3 separate regions of the Mus musculus genome follow, and all the other regions are linked to region 1. The links are chromatin contacts, called in public ChIA-PET and Hi-C maps. All regions are on one chromosome and are shown on one strand. The core of a region is the stretch at or near the end of the contact, and the rest is flanking DNA. Distances in the headings are between cores, read along the strand shown. Region 1 holds the start of Agps (alkylglycerone phosphate synthase). Region 2 has its middle 14 kb from the start of E030042O20Rik. Region 3 overlaps Agps (alkylglycerone phosphate synthase).

Region 1 (2,731 bases), core at 75-2,574:
TCTAGCAGAGAATGATGTCAAAGGATCTCTTTCTTCTGTTATGAAATGTTCAGGAATGCATATCTGTTCTCTTAGTCATGCATCCAGCCCCAGTCACACCCTGCAGGAGCAGGTTTGCCCTGGTGAGAGGATGGTCACCTAAACAGAGCTCTCATGGACTTAAAAGTCAGAAGAGCAAAGAGAATTCAACAGAGACCTTAGGTAGATGCACAAAATAGATGTTACTAGGCCTTTATAGCTTTTATATTATCTGGAAAAAAAATCAAGTATAAAAAGATGCTAAGCCACCCAACACCTTCCCTTCAAGGCTCAGGGATCGACACAGAAGAGGAGGAAAGATTCTAAGAGTCAGAGCTGATGGATGACTCCAAAGAAAGTGTCTTTTGTATACAACAGAACTAATTCACATACGAACTCACAGAAACTGTGACAGCACACAAAGGATGTACAGGGGATCAAGCCAGATGGAATCCTAGAGCTGAGAGGTTGAAGTGGACACAGCGTCCCACCATGAACCAAAAAGCTATCTGAAATTGGTACCCATCCGCACAAGAAAAGTACTTTTTGCCAGTGGAGTCTCACTAGGTATATTAACCACACTTCAGAGTGGGCCCCATGCCTAGGAGTTGTTGGCTAACACAAAACGAACTCAATGGTATTTTTGCAGATAACACTTTTTCACGTAAACAAACAAACCAAAAAACCAAAAAACCAAAAAAAAAAAAAAAAAAAAAAAACAACCATTAGATTGAAGGCTGTGGTTTTTATACAGCCTGTGGGCAAGACGGCTCAGTAGGTAAAGGTACTTGCCACGAAGTTTGATGACCCGAGTTTGATGCCCTGGATACACATGGTGGAAAGAGACAACTGGAAGTTGTCCTCTCACTTCCACATGAGTGCTGAACACAGTGCTAGACACCTAGAGACTGATGGGGCACTGGCTCTATCGCTTAAAGGATTGGTTTTGACCTAGGGGAAGTTCACCAGGTTTGGCTCCATTGCCAGATCAGCAGCACCACCGGCCCACTCACTATTCAGGCTCCTAGGCATCTGTTCCAGAAAATAGCCTCCGGGCGCTCGGGCCACATCCAAGATGCCACACCCATAGGTTTGGCAACTGCGGGTGTGCTGTGTAGTTTGGCTCTCCTCCTGCCCCTTTGGGCCAATCCGGGCTCCGCTGGAACTCACCTGCTCTGCAGGTACGCCAGGACGAGGCGTGGCGAGGCGCGGCGGCGGGCGTGGCCGAGGCGGGGAGGGGCGGGGCGAAGCTGCTGTGGGCGGGGACAGAGCCCGTTGAAGCTCCAGGCGCAAGGCCCCTGCCGCCAGTCGCCGCGGTGACTGCCGGGATGCGCCGCAGCGAATGGTCGCGCGGGGCGCCGCTCTGAGTGACCTTTCACCCGAGCCCAGCGGCCTCGGGCGGCGGCACAAGGCGGAAGCCATGGCGGAGGCGGCGGCGGGCGAGGCGGGCGCGAGCGAGCGGGACCCAGACGCGGGCCGCGCGCGCCGGCGGCTGCGGGTTCTGTCGGGCCATCTGCTGGGCCGGCCCCAGGAGGCTCCGAGTACCAATGAGTGCAAAGCGCGGAGAGCCGCGTCGGCGGCCGGGGCGTCGCCCGCCGCTACTCCTGCCGCACCAGAGTCGGGCACCATCCCCAAGAAGCGGTGAGTAGCGGCCCGGGATGGAGCTGGCGGCGGGAGGCCGTGAGCGGCCTGGGCTGTGGGAGAGGAGAGCACGGGAGTGGGCAGGGAGTTGGCAGGGTGGGCGGAAGGCATTCCGATCCCTGAGAGTACATCAGCTTGCGGGCTGGGAGTGGACCAGACACACCGGACTCTGTCGGGAAGGGGCGGCATGGCTTGGCCGGATTTTGGTGTCTCTTTTTGAAGGAAACACATTTCATGACCTAGTGGGAAAAGGGTTTAAGCGGATCCCCTCTTTTGGGTTTTGGAGGCTGGAAATTCATTCTCTATCTTGGAACGGGTAGCAGGAGGATTGTCTTAATCTACGACGAGGAGTTTTAAAATTGCACTAGATAATCAGATTTCTACGAATTCTCAAAAGCCTGGATGCTAGCAAGCTGGAGTGGGATGGTGGTACTCTGGGGAGAGGTGTGAGTGGTTTCTGTAGGGTAGGTTACCACTTCCTTGTGGTCATGGATTCTAACTTTAAGGGAGGAAACCAGTGAGTGAGTGAGTGAGATACAGTAGACTGCAAGCGTTAGTGACTTAAGACTTTGGTATTCCAGCTACTGATCCTTTAAGAAGCTAAAAGACAAGAGTCTGAATGAGGAATGTTTGTAAAACCTTAAGACCATTGGAGGAGAATCTCTGTCTCTGATGAAAGCTGTCGAGAGATGGTGTTTTCTGAGATGATCAGTTTGGAAAAACTTGGAGAATGAAAAAAAAAAAAGATTTTGCTAACTCGAATGTGTACTTTCAAAGTGCTGGAGATGGTGCTATTTCCATTACTTCTACGTTCCTAAGGTATTAGGTAGGTGCAGTAGTCTTCCATTTTACAGATGAAGAAATTAGAAGAAAAGGTTAAGAAGTGTGCTGCAGGTAGCAGGTACCTGTGTTACAGTTTACACATCAAAAGCAAATCAAATGGACTGCCTCATGAATTCAACCCATGTAATTAAGTTCTCACTGCATACACACTGTGCCAGAAATGCAGGGATTCTGAAATGTGCTCTTCCCTGTAGGGCACCAAAGTAATAATACAGTTTAAGAAATTTAG
Region 2 (2,731 bases), core at 154-2,653, 110 kb before region 1:
TTTTAAAGTATATTTCCTGGTCAACCATTTACTTTTCTATTTGAGGAGACTGAGGGGTCAACTGGTTACTGATCACCACCTGCTATGGACAGAAATCAGAAAAAGAATGACATTTCTCAACTCTTGGTCTTCTGTTTATCCCATGCAAACAAGCTGAGTTCCCCTTTGAAGGTCATACTTAACTGAGCCATACTGAACCATACGTAAATGATCAGATTAAATATTACTTACATATAAAATTTTGGATTCTGAGGGGGATTAATATAACCTAGTGAGGGTGAGTTATTGCATTTATTTTTATAAATATTCTCTACAAATCTAGGAGATGTAATTGGTTCTAATATAAATTAGACTATGGCAGTTTATTTTTTTTAAGTAACTGGCTGAAAGTTCAAGAAAAACTGATCCTGAAAATGGTTGGTTCCAAAGCCCAGGCTTAGTCCACCGGAGGTCAGGGCTCTGGAGTCTCTTGACTCATGCTGTATTTACTGAGCTCACTCATAGCAGGGTTCCCTGAAGATTCCACTTTTCCACATTCTGTTTAATTAATTCCCCAAGGGCAGAACAACAAAGTGTTTTTCACTAGAGAAAGCATGCAAACAGATACAAGAAGAGGATTTCCACATGAAGGAACTCTGAAGTGGAGGCCAGAGAGACAGTCGATTGTAGATCTTTATTTTCTTCTCCGTGGAAAGGTCTAAGGACAAAGTATAGCATATGCTGATGAGACCATAAGCTGCTGTGCCCATTGCAATTGTTCTAATAAATTAAATTCCTCTAGTTGCATGCTTCTAGAGAGCTTAGCCGTTAGGTGACCTTTACTATCAGCCTGGAATGGTTCCTTCCTCTGGGGAAGGTCTAGATCACACTATCCATCACATTTCCTCTATCCTAATGAAAGATGGGATATGTCTGTCTGTGGAGTTCATAAACTAAAAAGTTTATGTCTGAGATATAACAATTCACTTGCAACTGGATATGAGGACAGGAGGTTTCTCTCTTCTAGCATACATTGTAGAAGGAGGATCTCTGAGTTTGAGGCCAGCCTGGTCTACAGAGAGAGTTCCAGGACAGCTAGGGCTATGCAGAGAAACCCTGTCTTGCAAAAAACAACAAAACAAAACAAAAACACAGTGGAACTGTAGACCTATGAATAGTAATAGCAACCTAAAAACTAAAGCCAATATTTAGTGGTCACTAGGGATCATGTGCTTTGTATCTGATCATGGTTTATTTTGAGTCTTTGAAAAAGAAAAAAAGAAAGACATAGGTAGATTATTATCCCCTTAACAACCTAGGAAGGCCGAGTGAGATGACTCAGTGGGGAAAAGTGTTTGCTGATAACCTTGACAAGCTGAGCTCAGTCACCAGGACCCACGCGTGGGAAGGAAAGAATCGACTCCTGGAAGTTGTCCTCTTTTGATCTCCGTGCATACAGACACACAGACACAGACAGACAGAAGGCAGGCACACACACACCACAAAAGACACATCTTTTTTCTTTTTTTTTAACTGAGAAACTGAGGCCTATAGAGAATACTTTTTCTCTGTGCTCTAGCAGCTGAACACTGCCTTTCGATTTTGTCTATTTTTGGCTTTTTTTTTGGTTTTGGTTTTGGTTTTGGTTTTTTTGTTTTTTTGTCTCTAAGACATAGTCTGACTCTGAAGCTCTGGCCAGCATCTAATTACAAAGACCTTCCTGTCTCGGTCTCCCAAGTGCCGGGATTACAAGAACCGGACAACATGTCCAACTACAATTCTTAAGTGTAACGTCATACTGTGAACCACGGGTGTTTCCAAAATTGCAAAATTAATTTGGAAAGTTATCTAGAACCATTTTGATGTTCTAAAAACATTTAAAAATGTTTGGGCAAGGGACTGGAGAGGTGATGGCTCAATGGTTAAGAGCACTGACTGCTCTTCCAGTGGTCATGAGTTCAATTCCTAGCAACCCCATGGTGGTTCACAACCATCCATAATGAAATAGGATGTCCTTCTCTGGTGTGTCTGAAGACAGCAACAGTGTACTTACATACATTAAATAAATAAACAAACAAACAAACAAACAAATAAATAAATAGATATTTTAAAAAAATGTTTGGGCAAAAAGTGTCCAGATAGTTGATTACCCATTTAAAACAAAAACAAAAACAAGAACAAAAACAAAACCCAAAACCAACAACACTTGAATACTTAGTGAGCAGTAGCCTGCTGGTGGGGGCTGGGTGGGAGGTGAGGGACTTGAGTTAAATACAGATTTTACCTTTAAATCCCAACAGCCCAGAAATAAAATATCACAATCGCCCATACTCAAGAAGTAATGAAGATCCACTCTTAGGCTAGAGGGCCAGAGTTTCCTTTTTATTTTATGCAAAAATGACATAATTTCTTTCCTTCATTCCTTTCTTTTTAGGTTATAGGAATTAAACTCGGAACCTTACCTATGCAAGGCACGTTTTGTTTTCTCGTTTTTAGATTGAGATCTATCTGACATACAATACATGGCACAGATGGACGTACATAATTTGGTAAGCGCATGTACATCCCTACACACACTAATGAAGGTAATAAGCAACTTCTCATTCCAGAGCTGTGCTCCTCCTGTGCTGCTGGGGGTCTAACTCGGGGCCTTCTAGCTGTCTCACAAGTACTATGCCACTGAACTACATCCAAGGTAAAACACTTGCTCTGGGCTCAATTTTAATCCTACTTCTTCCTGCCTTTCTTCCTT
Region 3 (2,731 bases), core at 120-2,619, 83 kb after region 1:
ATATCAGAAACTACTGATGCGATTGTGCCCTGCTCACTGCTTTATATTAGTTTCCTCTTCACTTCGGACAGCACTGCCAAGGCAGTCACAGCATATTAAATGTCTGACTGTCAGAAGGGAAAAGAAGATGAAGGAAATAGTAATGCTTATAAACTATAAATGTTTTCTGGGATCTGTGTAATTTAATATCTTTTAATCCTCTTCAACATGCAGCCGAGTAACTTATTACAAATGGAATTCAAAATATAAGCTGTTATTGCTGGTGTAAGATTTTGAGTGTTATTCAGTGCTCTTGTCCTGATACCAAGAAGCCTAAACTATGTGAAATCATTTTAAACCTTTTTAAGATTGAAATTGACTGCCTTTGAAAAGAATATGTATTAGTTTTCCTTTAAGGTGGTAACTCTTTCTTTTCTTTCATTTGCACATTATGTAAGATAATTACTTTTTAAACAAGTACCACAGAAGGGAACCAAAAGCTTTAATTTTTTTTATTATAGATAATTTTTCTTAGTTCTTGCCCATAAATCCTTTTACTTTCTTGTTGGTTTTATACTTCCTGATTATAGGCATCTAACATTTTCAAATTCAGGCACTAAAACAGTTCAGGACAGTTTATGTTATAGTGTCTTAGTTATTTCTTCTATTCTTGTAGATAATACCATGACCAAGGCAACATACTCTGGGACTCACAGTTTCAGAGGGTTAGAGACCATGACCACTACAGCAGGGAGCATGGCAGCAGGTAGGCAGGCATAGCAGTAGCTAAGCGTTTACATCTTGAAACACAACCAGGAGACAGATGTTAGGAATAGCATAGGCCTTTGAAGCCCCACCAGTGACATGCCTCCTCCAACATGACCGTACTTCTTAATTCTTCTTCCCAAACAGTTTCACCAACCAGAGACCAAGTACTCTCACCAAGTATATGTGAGCCTATGTAGGCCATTCTTATTCAGACCATACATACAGTAAAACCACTAATACAATTTGTATATATTTTCAAGTTCTAGGTTTAGACTTTATTTGTTAGACTTCATACATTGAGAAAATTCTGTTTATTGGCTTGAAGTAGAATGTGGCAAAGTTTGATTCCATATTAAATTTAGAAGCTGCTGCATTAAGAGATTTAAAAAATTCTATCCCATTTTTAGTATGTATTTTCTGTGTGATCAGAAACAATGACTGAATGGAAACAAATTCCAAACTACATGATTTCTTGTAGTGCTTAGAAAAAGACCCTAGGCCTGCAGAGGTGCGCAGACCACTCACATAATAGTATCAAGAGAGGATATGGTCTTATAAATGCCCCAGCAGGGAGCTCATCCTGTCCCGCCCCGTCACCCACTTCCTTAGTGACAGTCTCTGCCCCACAATGCAGAACCATCCTGAAGACTCCAGAAATCAAAAGATGTCACCACTTCTGGCACCACCTTAGTTCAGATCTGTTTCCTGTGGGCACAGAGCAGTAAGTACCCTCTTAACTCATAGGACCCTTCCTCCCTTCCCTTGCTGCCTGGGAATCTTTCTTTTTCTATTTAAATTCTTTAACTCAAATTTTCTCTTCACATTCAGAAGAAAACCCAGACCCCTCACTAGGCTTTCAGTGATGCAGTGGTCCATGTCTCTGATACTCTTTTATTTTTTTTTTCTTCCTGCTGTTTCTCAAATGGAACCTCTTTCCCCTCAAGGCCCATGCTATTCCCTCATTTTCTGCTGTTCTCCTCCTAGATGTTTCCGTGGCTCCCTTTACCTGGTCATTTAGGTCTCCAGTAAAGATGTCACTTTCCTAGAAATGTTCCCTTGCTCGTGTGTGTAGTTTGAATCCTGTTCAGTGGCAGAATTATGACTTCGGTCACATTCTGTTCTCCAGTTCCCAGAACACTGAGTGTCTGCTCTACATAGTTCTTCCTAGGGAAGAGGATTATAGGAGAGCATTGTCAGGCCCATCTGCTTTAAAACAAAGTATATAAGGAACACTTAATAATATGCAGAGAAATGAATGTTATTGTAATCTGCTGATTAAGTGACTCTGCTAACACACTTTCACAGAAATACTGTAAACGGACCTTTTCATTAATATGATTCTATATTCAAGGAAGATCATAAGCTTAAGTCATTCTTGGGCTGCTGAGGTAGTTCGAGTCTTTCTTAGCAATTTATATTGAGGTCCTGTCTCAAGATGAGGATTAAAATGATGAATGGAGTATAGTTGGAAGGTGAGTACTTGCCTCACATGCAGAAGGTCCTAGGTTCATTTCTAAGCACCACATGTGTAGGGGCACACATATGGATGTGCACACGCACACACACACACACACACACACACACACACACACTGTAAGTAGGAAAGGATATAGCCTGTGACATAAAACCTGTATTTGTAGCTCCGAGTTTACTGATGAGACTGCAGGAAAGCAGGTTCTCTGACCTCAGGTGCCCTTGGCTGCAGACCAAGAGGGATGTTTCCCACCTCAGAGGCTGGCTAGTGGATGTAGCTGCAGTGCATGGAGAACATGGACAGTGCCTTGCATGGAGGCTCTGAAGCATTGTAGCATGTATCTTTAAACAGTAGGAGAATACCAGAGAGAACTCTGGTTTATTTCCTTAATCTTTTGCACCAACCACTGAAGAGTGGCTTGCAGTTTATTTAGAAAAGATGTGCACATTTAAGGAGGTCTGACACTATCATCTTTATTTATAGCTTAGAATTCTCTTTAAAAATCTTCAT

What was found. A called contact is a pair of places that touch in the nucleus more often than the background predicts. ChIA-PET counts read pairs in DNA pulled down with a chosen protein or histone mark.
Region 2: a Hi-C map of centroblasts shows a contact between it and region 1, with 1.7 times the contacts expected there. The contact joins the enhancer-like site here to the promoter of Agps in region 1. A contact is called at or near these places in 5 of 39 promoter capture datasets (the C10 cell line, frontonasal cranial neural crest, neutrophils and 1 more), 3 of 484 Hi-C or Micro-C datasets (centroblasts, peritoneal macrophages and pre-B cells), 7 of 115 datasets of contacts at active chromatin or transcription factors (bone marrow-derived macrophages, effector CD8 T cells, embryonic stem cells and 4 more) and 2 of 9 other capture datasets (adipose tissue and liver).
Region 3: an RNA polymerase II ChIA-PET map of memory CD8 T cells shows a contact between it and region 1, with 155 read pairs. The contact joins the enhancer-like site here to the promoter of Agps in region 1. A contact is called at or near these places in 3 of 39 promoter capture datasets (embryonic stem cells, frontonasal cranial neural crest and pre-B cells), 1 of 15 datasets of contacts at CTCF or cohesin (CD8 T cells), 1 of 484 Hi-C or Micro-C datasets (nephron progenitors), 4 of 115 datasets of contacts at active chromatin or transcription factors (the SCID.adh cell line, effector CD8 T cells, embryonic stem cells and 1 more) and 2 of 9 other capture datasets (adipose tissue and pancreatic islet).

What each region holds. Positions count from the first base shown.
Region 1 is chr2:75,830,853-75,833,583 of GRCm38.p6, forward strand. Agps (alkylglycerone phosphate synthase) reads left to right here and starts at 1,325. Exons shown (of 20, transcript NM_172666.3): 1 at 1,325-1,659. The coding sequence starts at 1,361. It overlaps Gm34861 (a long non-coding RNA gene), which reads right to left and starts at 1,335. Exons shown (of 3, transcript XR_866490.3): 1 at 1,189-1,335.
Region 2 is chr2:75,719,073-75,721,803 of GRCm38.p6, forward strand. No RefSeq gene overlaps it. Among named protein-coding and RNA genes, the nearest start is that of E030042O20Rik, 14 kb to the left of the region's middle. Within about 2 kb of position 1,404, at least 44 of the 459 cell types and tissues checked have an H3K27ac peak or open chromatin away from gene starts, as enhancers often do. A contact at or near this core is called in bone marrow-derived macrophages, centroblasts, liver and 3 more, where this site is marked.
Region 3 is chr2:75,913,867-75,916,597 of GRCm38.p6, forward strand. The region is part of intron 19 of Agps (alkylglycerone phosphate synthase); the gene reads left to right. Among named protein-coding and RNA genes, the nearest start is that of Ttc30b, 23 kb to the right of the region's middle. Within about 2 kb of position 1,370, at least 12 of the 459 cell types and tissues checked have an H3K27ac peak or open chromatin away from gene starts, as enhancers often do. A contact at or near this core is called in effector CD8 T cells, memory CD8 T cells and pancreatic islet, where this site is marked.